Linked DNA regions of Cyprinus carpio: region 2 is linked to region 1. The links are chromatin contacts, called in public Hi-C maps. All regions are on one chromosome and are shown on one strand. Each heading gives the region's core, a stretch centred on a gene start, on an enhancer-like site or on the middle of the called end of the contact. The rest is flanking DNA. Distances are from core to core; before and after follow the strand shown.

Region 1 (7,387 bases), core at 1,871-4,370:
GCTTCAGGTTGTGAAGTTACTGACTTTGCGAAAGTGGATCGCTCTCTGATTTCATCCAGCGTCCCGACACATTTTAATATCAGATCAGCTGCACTCTGATTCGGCTCTCTTCTTTCTCTCGCTAGCATGTATCAGGGCAATGTAAGTCTCAATATGTGTCTACATCGTTATTACATAAACTGCTGTCCTAATTTTCGTTTATGTTTATGCATTGCTGTTTTTATCTTAAGAGACGCCTAATGATACTTAAAGACATTTTACACGCATTTATACGCTGATAATGTTTTATAGTGCAAACTCTTTCGCTTAGCTTCCCATTAATATTCAATTATGTATCAAAAGAGGACGCGTTTTCATTGTTTTTAGACGAGAATAAAATGCGTACATTTTTCTTTTCATTTTTCCTTTTAAATATGAAATTTCATCTCATAACTTTGACTGGCCGTAAATATGAATCTTCAAGAGAAGTTATTCTGTCACGTCTTGATATTAGTAACGCTAAATCGGTTCAAGGTTTTCTATATATATATATATATATATATATATATATATATATAGAGAGAGAGAGAGAGAGAGAGAGAGAGAGAGAGAAAACCGTGTCTGTTACATATTGATAACCACCTCTCCTAATAGATGATGTATTCTGTTTTCCACTGTACTCTTCTAGAAAGCAGAGCACAAGCCTTTTCGCAACCGCCCTTACCTGTGTGTGTCCCAAGAGGAGGATGCAGAGGAAACAAGAGAAGAGAGAATACTTTTTGTCTGTCTGTCTCACCCTCGTTCCCCCACACACGCACTGGTCTGATCAAATCGTTCAATATTAAACGTGCATTTCCCCCCGAAAGTATTCTGCAATGTTGTGAACTAAAAACAACAAAAACGCACCCGACTAGGCTTGTCTTCACACTTGCAAAAACGCAGCCATGAGTTACAATAAAAGTCATGAATATTTCATACTTATCTTAATGTCCACGTCTGACCGTCGTATGTCCTTATGCGCAGTAAAAAAAATAAAAAATAAAAAAAAAACCCTAGTAAGTTCCCGAGGCCTGGGACATTCACCGGCATGCGGTCCACAACGTCTCCCTTTGACAACTGCTCTATGAAACATCTCTGAGCTGATTTTATTTCTCTTATTCATTCCTAAAAATCGTAGGATGGGAATCTCATTAGGCCAAATAAGCGTGCATCAACACTTTTTCCGCTGTCCATAAGCAAGAGGATCACTTAATAGATCATTAACCACCAATATGCTGCTGACATGAGAGTTTTTCAGCATCTCTTCTCCATTAGAGAGAGAGAGAAAGCAGCAGCGGCGAGTCTGAGAGGATCAGAGCGCATGACTGTACGGGCCCGGTGCCGCGTGACGGGGCCCGGTACCGGCAGACTGAACAGGTCTCCTCGACTGATCTGTGATCTTTTGGAGTGACGCGTTGTGATGTCTGGCTTTTAGGGGGTTGTATTATTAAACATCGATAAAATAATTAACAGTTGGCATTGTAATTGACGTGGAGATGCGATGCAGTGACATTTTTTATTTTTATTTTTTTTTGTGACATGGGTGAGTAAAATTCGCAATAACCGACAGAGGGGAAAATAGTGATAGTGGATAAATATTTAAAATACAATTGTATACACAAATTATATTAAATGGGAAGGATTCGTGTGTATTGGTAAGTGACGCTTAAACAATATAAACATATATTTTGTGCATATTGTATTAGTGAATATTGCTGAATAAACTGACTGGACTGATCGTGCCCGTCATTTTTAGCAGTATGATCATTTCTGAGACTCGTTCTTAAAGTTGAATCTAATCATACCTGATCAAAGACGACAATGCATAATATTAAATGGCGAATCTTAAAATGCATTTTGCGTCAAGAGTCAAATAAAAATTGCGAAAAAGAAGGGAAGGAGAAAATGTAATTAAATGAAAGAAATGCAAATATGGAAGAAGTCTTTGAAAAAGGAATAAAAACAAAAGTTCCTTAGTAGCTTACTAATTAGTCACATTGGCATTGTACTTACAGAAATGGCCAATATTTAAGCAGTTTTAATAAATAATGTGTTTGTGTATATGACTTGTGCGTAACAAAAAATAATCACTAGTCTTAAACACAACGCTGTAATCATGCATGCTATGAAAGATTTGTGATCGAAACACTCGTTGATGTACAATGCGACAACTTTTCAGTGCACAGTTATGCAACATATTTATTTATTCTCATTATTCCTTATAGTTTATTTACAGATAAACTCATTTTACAGTCTTGACTAGCAGTAGCGCACGAGAGGAGCGCGCGGAAGCTGAGCGCCACATGAGGGCAGCGTTGGGTGAGTTTTCCTGAATCTAGCGTCACCCGCAGCGCAATTCCAGCCTTTCACATCAGCTTGTCGTGTTGAAAATACAAGAGTCGATAAATATCGCAATAACACATAGGCCTACACCTGATGGGTCCCGGGCGTCCTCATTAACATAGCTATTCTACAACGAGGACTTTGGTTATCTCCATGATGTTTTGCAATAGCCTATTTATTTTAATAAATAGTCTATGCTAAGTAATAATACATTTTTTGTTCTTGTAAATGACACAAACACGTACATGTTTGTTTAATTGAGTAATTCTGACAAAAGGCTATACTATTATCAGGATTTATCGACAATTGTATTGAAGTAGGCTATTGCGCAAACGTTGGTTGATGCAACAACCTGCTGCTGCATGTCACAGACTGTATGGTCTATACTTTAAAACACTTTCACAAAGCATCTCAAGGTTTGCTTTCATTTTAAACGCACAATGAAACTAATTTAGAGCCTATATGTAGTTTTAAATTCAAATAAAGGGAAAATATCTGGATGCAGTAAATGGAGTAAAAGGACCTAACGTTTTGAAAATATGCCCAGTTACAGTATGTTGTACTTTGTATGTAGTACAGAACGGCTTCTCGTTAGGCGCGCACATTTCCAATCAGTCAATACACGAAATACCACTCTCCCTTTCTTCATCCCGTCAGCCGACAACACACAAACAACGATCATTATGCTAATTCTCCAGATCTGACTGGTCGCCAGTCTCCTCTGACGTCACGCGCGCGTAGACTATAACAGTACAGAGGGCTCTGGCGTCCTGCTACAGTCTGAATACTCAGGAGTGAGTGTGAGCTGAACTCTCTGCGGCGCAGAGCTGGAAAAACACAGCACCCATCCACCTCAACGCTGCTTCACTGGCTTAAGGACATATTTTGGAGTATCCGGGATCGGGACGGGAGCCCTTGTCCGGTACTCATTTTCGTCTTTTATTTATGTTTTGAATTCAAGCGCGGCGACGGGACAGAGACTTGACTTTCTCCAGTCCTGTCCAAAGACTGCAGCTGTCGAGCTCTGCGCGTCCATACGAGGCAAATGTCTTTCGCAGTGCATTAGTCCATAAAGTTTAATTTTTTATTTATTTATTTTGCTTTCTCCCGTTTGAACATTTCGAGCGACTCTGCATGCTCCAGCGCTCGAGCGCGTCGCGTTCGGAGACCCATCCAGAAAATTGCATGCGCAAAGAGGGGGAAGAAAAGCAAAAGTCGGGTTTCGCGACGCTGGTAAATACTTTCCTGAAGAACAGGGACACGATGAGCGCCGATCTCACCATGGGGCACGAGCTGCCCACCAGCCCGCTGGCGTTGGAATATGTCAATGACTTTGATTTGATGAAATTCGAGGTGAAGAAAGAGGCCATGGCGGGACTCGACCGCTCCAACATACGGCAGTGCAATCGCCTCCAGCCGCAGGGCTCCGTGTCCTCCACTCCTATCAGCACCCCCTGCAGCTCCGTGCCGTCCTCCCCGAGCTTCAGCCCCACGGAGCAGAAGAACCATCTGGAGGAGCTGTACTGGATGCCCAGCGGCGCGTATCCGCAGCAGATCGACCCGCAGACGTTAAGCCTGACGCCCGAAGACGCGGTGGAGGCTCTGATAGGTGCCACGGCGCACGGCCATCCTCCGCCCCCTCATGTGCAGCAGCAGTTGCAAGCAGGAGGCTTCGAGGGATACAGAGGAGCGCACCATCACCACCACGGCCATGCGCAACAGCAACAGCAGCACCACCACCAACACCAACAATACGGTGCGATGCCCCATCACCCCGATGACATGCCAGGTCACCACCATCACCACCACCACCACAGTCAGGACCCCGACAGCCCCTCTCCTATCTCGCCTGGGTCCCACCAGCAGCTCCACCACCGGCACCACCACCACCACCACCCCGGCCAGCAGGGTCACCACGGCGCGGGGGGCGGCCTGAGCGTGGAGGACCGCTTCTCCGACGACCAGCTGGTGTCCATGTCCGTGCGCGAGCTGAACCGACACCTGCGGGGCTTCACCAAGGACGAGGTGATCCGCCTGAAGCAGAAACGCCGAACCCTGAAGAACCGGGGTTACGCGCAGTCGTGCCGCTACAAGCGCGTGCAGCAGAAGCACGTGCTGGAGAACGAGAAGACGCAGCTTATCAACCAGGTAGAGCAGCTCAAGCAAGAAATCAACCGGCTGGCCCGAGAGAGAGACGCCTACAAACTCAAGTGTGAGAAACTGAGCGGAGCGAACGGGTTCCGCGAGGCAGGATCCACGAGCGACAACCCGTCCTCTCCAGAGTTCTTCATGTGAGTGTGTGAGTGTGTGTTTCCTATGCCTGAGAGACTTTGCGCTCATTCAGATAACAGCAGTACTCATATTAGAAGAATAATCCACAAGAAATAATAATCTCATATGTAATCATCGACACCGATCTTGGCAACTAAAATGCGAAGAACATGTTAGAATGTTTTCTGGGAAATGTAGTTTAGTTGCTTGTAGTAGGACTTTTACCCCTTTCGTAGAGATCTCACAGCAAAAAGAAAAGCGAAGAACTGGCTTTTGTACTTAGGATAACTTCAGATAAAACCTTCTTTCCATCGTCTGGTTTGTTCTCGGTGGTTCAGGAAAAAAGAAAAAAAAATTGTTTGTGCTAAGCGGGAAGAGAAACTTTGGACTTTTTTCCACTTGGCTAGAAAAGTTGAGAGCACCACAATATGCAAACCTCCCCTACTCCTCCTGTATAACGCGACAGGGGGAACTTTATGCAACATCTCATTGGTTTATTGCCTGCTTGGTTATATATAAATATATATATATATATAAAAAAAGGAAAAAAAAAAAACGACAAAAAACAAACACATAAATCTGCATTAAGATATTAATCCTGCATGCTGGACATGTATGGTAATAATTTCTATTTTATACACTCTCTTCTTTCTTTCTTTCTTTCTTTCTTTCTTTCTTTCTTTCTTTCTGTTCATTATGTATCATAAAGAGCATGTTTTTTGATCTCTAGCTCTTTTTTGGGGATATGAGACTGGCTCTCCGGTCGCTCATTGTATGGGTTCATTTGGACTTGTAAATATATGCAACAGCAAACCTACAAACCGACGTCGAAGAGCTGATTGTTTTCCAAACTTTTCTGATTAGCTTCATGTTTTGGGAATGGATTTCCAGTAACGGGCATTTTGCAGTTGCATTTAAAGCAAGCAAACTTTGTAAAAGAAGCGCACTTTTGGGGGGAATGATTTTGGTATTGGCAGTTTTCATTTCGATTTTTTGATTGTTTCTTTGTTTTAGCAGAAACCGCCTTTGAGAAAGACATCCCGCACACGCACATTTAGTCATAGGTGAATTTAAAGCACGCCTTTCATTTGAACTGGTGCTCATAGTCTCACGCCTAGTTGTAGCAAGACACAAGTGTGTGTGTGTTTTCTTTTTTCCTTCATGCAGGCTGTTGCATAATCTATTGCTTTTCTATAACATAAGCAATACTTATAGGTCGTATCTTTTTTGATGGGTAGGACTTCAACGAACGGTCACACTTTCATCGAATTTTTTTTTTTTTTTTTTTTTTTTAGCTATATGAGCTGCCAGTTTTATAAACCAACATTTCAAACTGTAGTTATTATAATCCAGCTCGAGGGTGTAGGCTTCCTAAATCAGGGGTTTGTGTATTATTGCCTAACATGTAAACTACGCATGTATTTCAATGGAGAGTTTCAATGATCAATGTTAAATGTTTTCCTTTGTTATTTTTTTTTTCTGCCGGTCAGTAAAAAATAAGGGATTCAGGTTCTGCATAATCTCAAAATTAAAAAAATAAATAAATAAATATATGTCTCATGTTATTGTTCTGTTTTTTATTTGTTTTATTATTATGTCGAGATTCTGGTTCTGCTGGCCAGATTCATAGTTTTTATTTTAATGATTAAATTAACAAACTGTCAGATCATATTGAATAAGCATGGTGCTTGCATCTAAGAAATATTGTTAAAAAGTCATGCATTTAACAATCTTTTTGGTTTATTACTGATTCAACTGTGTTGAAATCAAATGTAAACTGCAGCAGCGGGTTGTTGTTTTGTTTGTTAATTTCATGTATTATGAGGGGATCAATTTTCAAATCTGTTTATATAAATGGAAAAAGAATAGAGTTCAATTCGGACTGTTCCATTCAGGCTGGTTTCTGTTTAGTTTTTGCTGTTTTTGGAAGAAATGGTTTCCTATTTTGCTTATTAAAGTCAGTGAAATGACATTGATTTCGTAGCCACTTATTGTATGCGTCAATTCCTGTGTCTGTCAAAGTTATGCAACATTTCGGCTTAACTGTATGCCGCATTGTTAGCACGCATCACTGCAATCAAGCAATCAATTATCCGTTTTATTAAAAATTTGGCAGAGGAACGATATTTCCGTGGGGTTGTTTGAGCGGGTGGTGTCCTGCAGACCGTCTCTCTCTGAACTTTGAGCTCAAACGACCCATACGCAGAAATGCGCTCTTGCTGTTAATGACGGGACTCATGTTCGAGGGTTAAACTGACGCTTTATTTAAATGGAATTACACATAGACCGTTACTTGGTAAGAAGAAGAAGAAGAAGAAGAAAATCAGACGTTGAACTACTTTGTATTAGTTTATAGCGGGTTAATTAAACCGGCTATGAAATAAAAGGACGTTTTAGACTATTTTACATAATTTGAAAAAAAAAAAAAAAAAAAAAAAAGGGAGAGAGAGAGGAAAAAAAAAAATTAAAGCTAAAAGCAGAAGCTGTGCGAAGTCTCGCTCTCTCTTGGTGTGTGTTTAGGCCTTCAGTTGTGTTGCGACCTGCAGGATTTGCAGCGCATGCAGAAATCCGGCGCGCACGTGCGCTCGGTAAAATGAGATCTTTGACCTTGCGCTCAAAGCCCAGACTGTGGGAACAGGACAATTAACCCTTCCGACACCCGATACAACAAACATTTTCATATTTCAAACTTATTTAACGACTAGTCTGGATATTTGCTAATGTTTATATACATATGCAATTAGGCGCATTCGGT
Region 2 (7,387 bases), core at 2,742-5,241, 79 kb after region 1:
TTTTGATGTTTCACCATGAAACAGGAAGTTGCCGTAACTCAGGCAAGCAATGTCTTAACTGCCCCAAACTCCACACGTTTGATAGGTGTTCTGTCCTGAACACATACCCATGCCCAAATTCAGTTATAGTCATAGCGCCACCTGTTGGCAACAGGAAGTGTCATGTTTAACACTGTTATGGACTCCTAGGAACATATTAAAAAGTGTCAGCAAGTGCTAAATAGGCTAGCAACATGCTAGAAAGATGCTAAAATATGCTAGCATGTTTTAACATGATATTAATGCAGCTGTTCTCAATTCCAGTCCTCGCACCCCCCTGCTATGCACATTTTGTATGTTTCTCTTATGGCTTCAGACGTTTGCTCTATTCGAACGTAAGTGCCCTGCAAAGTGGACATCACAGGATATTCCGCCATGATTCCAGTTCGAAGTGAATGTATATGTTCCATTCAAAGTGCATTAAAGTGTGCGAGACATGAATTTAAATTTAAATTATTTACAGAGGTATATGATGTCACACTTGTCCGTGTGTGAAGGCGTTGTGCAGCGCAAATCCGTGAATGAATGTTCAGAAATGAAGTAAACTCCAAGAGATTTCTCTTGCTCAGGGAGTAGGGAGCAATGAACACTGTGTAGGGAGCATGTCAATGGGAACACAGTTCATGAATTATCTGAATCAGGTATGTTCACAAAGAGAGACATGTAAAATATGCAGATCTGGGGGGCGCGAGGATTGGAATTGAGAACTGCTGTATTAATGCAATGAAACAGGAAGTTGCTGTAACTCAGACTTGCAGTGTCCAATCTGCCCCAAACTTCACATGTTTGATAAGAGTCCTGGCCTGAAGACATCTACATTCCCATATTCAGTTATAGTCATAGCGCCACCTGCTGGCAACAGTAAGTGACATGTTTTACACTGTTATGGACTTTGATGAGAGTCGTGGCCTAAACACATGACATGCCAAGGTTCAGTTATAGTCATAGCACCATCTACTGTCAACAGGAAGTGACATGTTTAGCACTGTGATGCACTAAAAGCAATACAGTAAAATATGCCATTGTGTGCTAAACATGCCAGAAACATGCTCAAACATGCTAGCAACACTTACTAAGTTACAGTCATAGCGCCACCAGCTGGCAGTAGGAAGTTTGACACATATAAATGACTTTGACATATTCCTCCTATATTTATCACTTTAAATTCACATTGTCCACCGCTAGCTGTTTTTCTAAAGCCACCAGGTGGCGATGAGCCCGGGTGCAAAGGCATTTTCATCGCTGCTTGCAGCTTTCATTTAAAATGAAATTTATTCCTGCAATACAAAGCTGAATTTTCAGCATCATTACTCCAGTCTTCAGTGTCACATGATCTTCAGAGATCATTCTGATATGCTGATTTGCTGATCAAGAAACATTTCTTTGTATTTACTATTTGCTATGTTTAAAACATTTATTATTTATTTATTTATTTATTTGTATTACTTTAAAACTAAAGTCAAAAAATTTTATTTTAAATTGTGTGTGTGTGTGTGTGTGTGTGTGTGTGTCTTTGTGAGGAAACTGATACAATATCATTTAAAAATTTGGTGTCAATAAGTTTTAATATATATGAAGTGAAAGAAAATACTTTTTTTAACGTTACAAAATATTTTCATTTCAAATAAATGCTGTTCTGCTTATCAAAAAACCCTAAAAAATTATTTCCACAAAAACAAGCTCAAGTTTTCAACCTTAGTAATAATAAGAACCATTATTAATAGCACCCATAACTGAGCAGCAGTTAGCAGTGTCATGTGACACTGAAGACTGGAATAATGATGCTGAAAATTCAGCTTTAATCACAGGAATAAATTACATTTTAACAGATATTACAATAAAAAAATAGTTATAATAAATTAGAATAATGTTTCACAATCTTGCTGTTTTTCCTGTATTTAACAAGTGAATGCAGTCTTGATGAACACAAGATATATATATATATATTATATATATATATATATATATATATATATATATATATATATATATATATATATATATATATATATATATGAGACTTATGTTGTATTAGACTTATGTTAATAAACACTCTGTTCATATAAACATACTATAATGTTGTTATAGTATTTGGTTGCTTCTTGTAAGTTAAATTTAACTTAATGTGTCTTCATCCCGGAAACGGGCAACATCAAATGGAACATGAATTGACATTGGCCTGAAACCAAACGCGGAGAGTGGGCTCCTCACTTCAGAAGTCCACCAAACACCACTCCCCTGAACATATAAAAATAATCCACTCTGAAATACTTTCTTTTACCGCTTTCCCCTTCCTCTCATGCCTAGCTGTCTCCAAACCCCAACCCCCCATTCCTCTCCGTCTACAGACCTCCTCCTGATTCTCTAATGATGACAGTGCTTCATTAGTAGCCCAACACAGAAGTCTCTCTCTCTCTCTTTGTCACACACACTCAACCTTCCCCTGCTTCTTTCCTGCTGTTTTTACAGGCCTGTGGCACCTCTTTATTTTACAGCAGCACACAGTAGTCTAACAGCTCAGATCAGGTCTCAAGAATCTGGATTCAATATAGAGGGTGAGGGCAAATCCTGTCTCGTTCAATGCCAGTAAATGGGACAACCATTTTCCAAAGAACACCAACTGGAAACTGCACATATATTAGATCTAAGAGGAGATCAACTCAAGTCATAGACATGACCAGGTGCAAAGTCATGCATTTTGCCAGTAGATGCAGAAAATGTGTAAAAATACAAGTATTTAGTAACTGGGCTTCTATTTCCATCACGTTGAACTCATTTTGTCACATAACTGGTGAACTGGTGAACACATAACTCCAGTGAACTGTTATAATGGCTAGCTCCACCCACAATAAACTGTCATTGGCTGAAAATCCACACACAGTAGCTGTGATTTAAACATAACAGTTAGCTCCACCCACAGTGAACTCTCATTGGTCGAAAATCCACATAGCTGTGATTAAACATAATATTTAGCTCCACACACAGTGAACTCTCATTGGATGAAAATCAACATAGCAGCGATTTTAACAGAACAGTTAGCTCCACCCACAGTGAACTCTCATTGGTCGAAAATCTACATAGCTATGCATTAAACATGATGGGTAGCTCCACCCACAGTGAACTTTCATTTGTCGAAAATCTACATTGCTATGATTAAACATAACAGTTAGCTCCACCCACAGTGAACTCTCATTGGTCAAAAATCTACATAGCTATGATTAAACATAACAGTTAGCTCCACCCACAGTGAACTCTCATTGGTTGAAAATCCAAAGAGCTGTGATTAAACATAACTGTTATCTCCATCCAGAGTAAACTCTCATTGGCTGAAAATCCATATACTGTAGCTGTGATTTTATCATAACAGTTAGCTCCACCCACAGTAAACTTTCACTGGGCGAAAATCCACATAGCTGTGATTAAACATAACAGTTAGGTCCACCCAAAGTGAACTCTCATTGGTCGAAAATCTACATAGCTATGCATTAAACATAATGGGTAGCTCCACCCACAGTGAACTCTCATTGGTCGAAAATCTGCATAGTTGTGCATTAAACACGAAATATGTTATGATTATAAGTGATTTTGTCACATCATCGGTATAACGATGCATTCACACAGGGCGTTGGCGACTTGACGTTAACGATTCTCATTCAGTTTGAATGGGTGATGTCATGCGTTCAAGCATTCACTACTTTCATTGTTTACTGTGTACACTTCCCAGTTTTCTGCTACCTAGCCGTCTCGTAAAGTTGCCCTTCCGTGATGTTATCCACAGCACTCTTCACATTGAGGTCAAAGCGCGTATGACCTGTGTGTTGAAAGATGCACTGAAGCCTTGACATGAGTCATCCGAAAGAGACTTTACAGCTCTGTGTGAGTGATACACCCTTCCAATTCGTGAATAAACCAAATATTATAGGATACAGTCCAGCCTTTAACTAAAATGAAGACCTATTTCATTGTAAGCAACTACTTGAGCAGCAGATCTTCATTGTTTATCAATGGAGCCAAAGAAGCAAAGTCCAGTGCCTGGAGTGTGTCTGTTGATAAGACCGCTGGATGACCTGTGGAAAGGTCACACAACACCAGCACAGAGTAAAACTCTCTCATTCACACTTGTAATTTTTTCGTATGCTCAGAATTGAAGAAAGACAGCTTTGTTCTTGTTGTTCCGTGTCTCTGGTCTGTTTGCTCTTTTCCAGGCGCTCATGGGGCATGTGAAGGGGGCTGATATATACGGGGCACCATCGAGGCTCGTCTGACCTGGCCTGCCGCTTGTGTTTTTTGTAGTCAGAGCGAGAGGGAACGAGGAGACGAGGAGACGAGGATCATGTCCTCGATTGGAGAAGTGCTATCTTGGACGGGGAAAGGAATTTTTTGTGGTTTATTCAGAGAGCGGCTCCATCTGTGTAAACTGGCGCTTGCCAGGATGTCGACTCCCTCGCTTTCTGCACAGACACACGCTTAACCCCTTCAATGCCTGCTGCTCACCATATCTGCTAGTCATGAACAATTACACAGTTAACAAGATAATCATCCTTAATACTGCAAAGAAAAAAATGTCATCTTGCAGAAGCAGAATCAACCCAAAACAAGACAAACCCTTTTGAAAAAGAAGTACACTACAGTATATCTATACTTATACAAAAAATAATGCACTTTAAAATAATACACTCAAGTGTGAACCGACTATAATGTATTCTGCAAGTTTTTGAAGTACACTACAAGTGCACAAGCAACTTGCTTATAATACCAGTTTACTGTGTTTACCATAGTTTCAGATAAAACATCACAATTAGCCATGACTGTCATAATTAATAGAAATTAAACAAAATGACAGAAATATTTTGAAGCTGGAAATTTTTGATCTCATATTACTCACATATTATCATTCTAATAGCAAGCAAAACTGTATCTGTGGTTACCTGGGTAATTTTCATAAATATTTTTGTAAGGTGCTGAGTAGTGCCAGGCTTTTTTCTTTTTTTTTTTTTGGTACCTATTTAGCATCTTTACCAGCAATGGCAAAATTAAAGCAGTTTAAAAGGGTTATGTAAGTATTTGCTGAACCATTTTCTGTCGTGCCTGCTGAAAACATGACTAAGCATGCAGTTAATCTCTCTGTGTGTGTGTGTGTGTGTGTGTGTGTGTGTGTGTGTGTGTGTGTGTGTGTGTGATTACCTCCATTACTGTGTCCTGAGAGTGAGTTTGTATATATTTATGCAACACTATATTCCTTAAACTGAAGTAAACTCAGTCATGCTGCCATGAACCGTCAGTGTGATTGGTGAAACTAGGCTAACCTCGAAATAAACACACATGTGCGAGCGCGCACACACACACACACACACACACACACACACACACACACACACACACACACACACACACACACACACACACACACACACACACACACACACACACACACACACAAGCTGGTCTGGACATGAACACTTCAACCTTAACTCCCTCTGGTGGAGATACATTCAACAGGAAACACAGCTGAACTTCTGGAAAAACTGTGATTTCATAACAGCTGAAGAGACACTATAGAGTAAGACTTTTTTAGTTGTTTTTTTTTTCATACTTCCAAACAAACAAACCCTGAAATTGACTGACTTTTTCACACATTTGGGTGGAATGTGTTTTAAACACTGACAGATGTCTTTGTATGTGAAAGCAACAGAAAAGGGTTGCACTTTTCAACCTAGGCTCACAAGAAAGTCACACACTGATATTAGATGACTCCAGACGTGACTATAAGACTATAAAATGTTTCACTATAATTATCTTTAAACAAAAGACTAAATATAACATCTTTTTGATGCATGAACAGTTAGAATTACAGATGGTGATTTATTGCATTGTATTTTTATTGTGTTCATTTAAAAACTCACTCATAAAAAAATGCAGTCTTTAAAATGGCAGAGCTACTATATATTTGCAGCCTTTGTACCTTTTTTATAAAGCCCCAAGACCATGTCAGAAAGTTTCTTAGGCTGAATACGACTTTTATTCATGTTATTCATGTTGTACTCTGTGTTAGTCTCATTAGTCTCTTTAAACTCTTTGTCTCTGGTCTTCCTCATCTTGTGTCTCTCTGCAGGATTCATTCTCTGAGTCACGGGGCTGTCCCTGGCACACTGACTGGAAGCCTCTAGTTTATGAGTGGAGCTGGCGCTCTGCCCGGCCCTCTGGCTGCTCTGCCTCTCGTCCCACAGTTAACCCCTTACTTCTCTGGGATCAGCTGTGCTCCACACTTAACCCTTTACTCACACTTTACGTCAGTCTGAGCCGGATCCTCAGTAAAAGTTTATTTTGAACCTTTACTAAATGATTAAAAGCCAGCATGAAATAACAAGTCACACTATTTTCCCGATGCATGTTAATTATCTTATGTTGATCGATTCATCGATGTGTTAAGTTTTAAACCAAAATATTATGGCATGATCATCAAACTTCTCCAGACATTTAGTCCTCTTAAACCCTGCTCCTACAAGCTTGTGTTCATCTCAGCATCCCATCAACAACCAATAGATAAAACAAAATCAGTTGCACTTTATTTTACAGTCCTGTTCCGTGCACATACTCTGAGTAATAACTAGGTACTAGCCCTATACCTACCCCTAACCTTACCTTAGCGCGTGTAGTTAACTTATACTATGCAGTACTTTCTTGGGGAAGTACACTATAAGTACACACACTGCAAAATAAAGTGTAACCACAAAATCTCCATCTGGCTTTTAATTTCTGATAGTATGTCACAGTCAGATCTTACTGAAGAAAAGATTGTGACTACTTCCATTTTATCACAACTTTAAAATTAGTTTACCCGAAAGTAAAAATTCAAATGATCATTTACTCACCCATTAAGAGACAGTTTTAAGAGACAGTTTTTTTGTGTGTGTGTGTGTGTGTGTGTGTGTGTGTTCTTTTGTTAATCCTTTAGATTATGGAACACATATTCACTATTAACTATTAACTAAGAGTTTAAAAGTTAGAAAAGTAGTTATTATGTTTAGGTATTGGTGTTTGAAAAAGGGATCTAAAATATGGTCATGTAGAATAAGGCATTAATATGTGCTAATAAGTACTAATAAACAGCCATATTGGCTAGTAATTTGCATGCTCATGAGCAACTAGTTAATAGTGAGAATGGGTCATTAAAATAAAATGTTACCATTCTTTTCTATTGTTACAATTCAAGCTTTTAAGCTTAAAAAAGGATGCGAAAGCACCAAGTAAAAGTATCCCATATGACTTGAGTGCTATATTTGAAGTCAAGTTTTAAAGTTGTGTGGAACAAACACAAATTAATCTAAATATATGGTTCCATTGATGG

What was found. A called contact is a pair of places that touch in the nucleus more often than the background predicts.
Region 2: a contact with region 1 is called in a Hi-C map of liver, with 7 times the contacts expected there. The contact joins the enhancer-like site here to the promoter of LOC109069915 in region 1. A contact is called at or near these places in 2 of 8 Hi-C or Micro-C datasets (liver and skeletal muscle).

Annotation. Positions count from the first base shown.
Region 1 is chrB23:3,725,245-3,732,631 of ASM1834038v1, forward strand. LOC109069915 (transcription factor MafB-like) reads left to right here and starts at 3,121. Exons shown (of 1, transcript XM_019086514.2): 1 at 3,121-6,604. The coding sequence starts at 3,496. The coding sequence ends at 4,656.
Region 2 is chrB23:3,803,005-3,810,391 of ASM1834038v1, forward strand. No RefSeq gene overlaps it. Among protein-coding and RNA genes, the nearest start is that of LOC109069915, 78 kb to the left of the region's middle. Within about 2 kb of position 3,992, at least 1 of the 8 cell types and tissues checked has an H3K27ac peak or open chromatin away from gene starts, as enhancers often do. A contact at or near this core is called in liver, where this site is marked.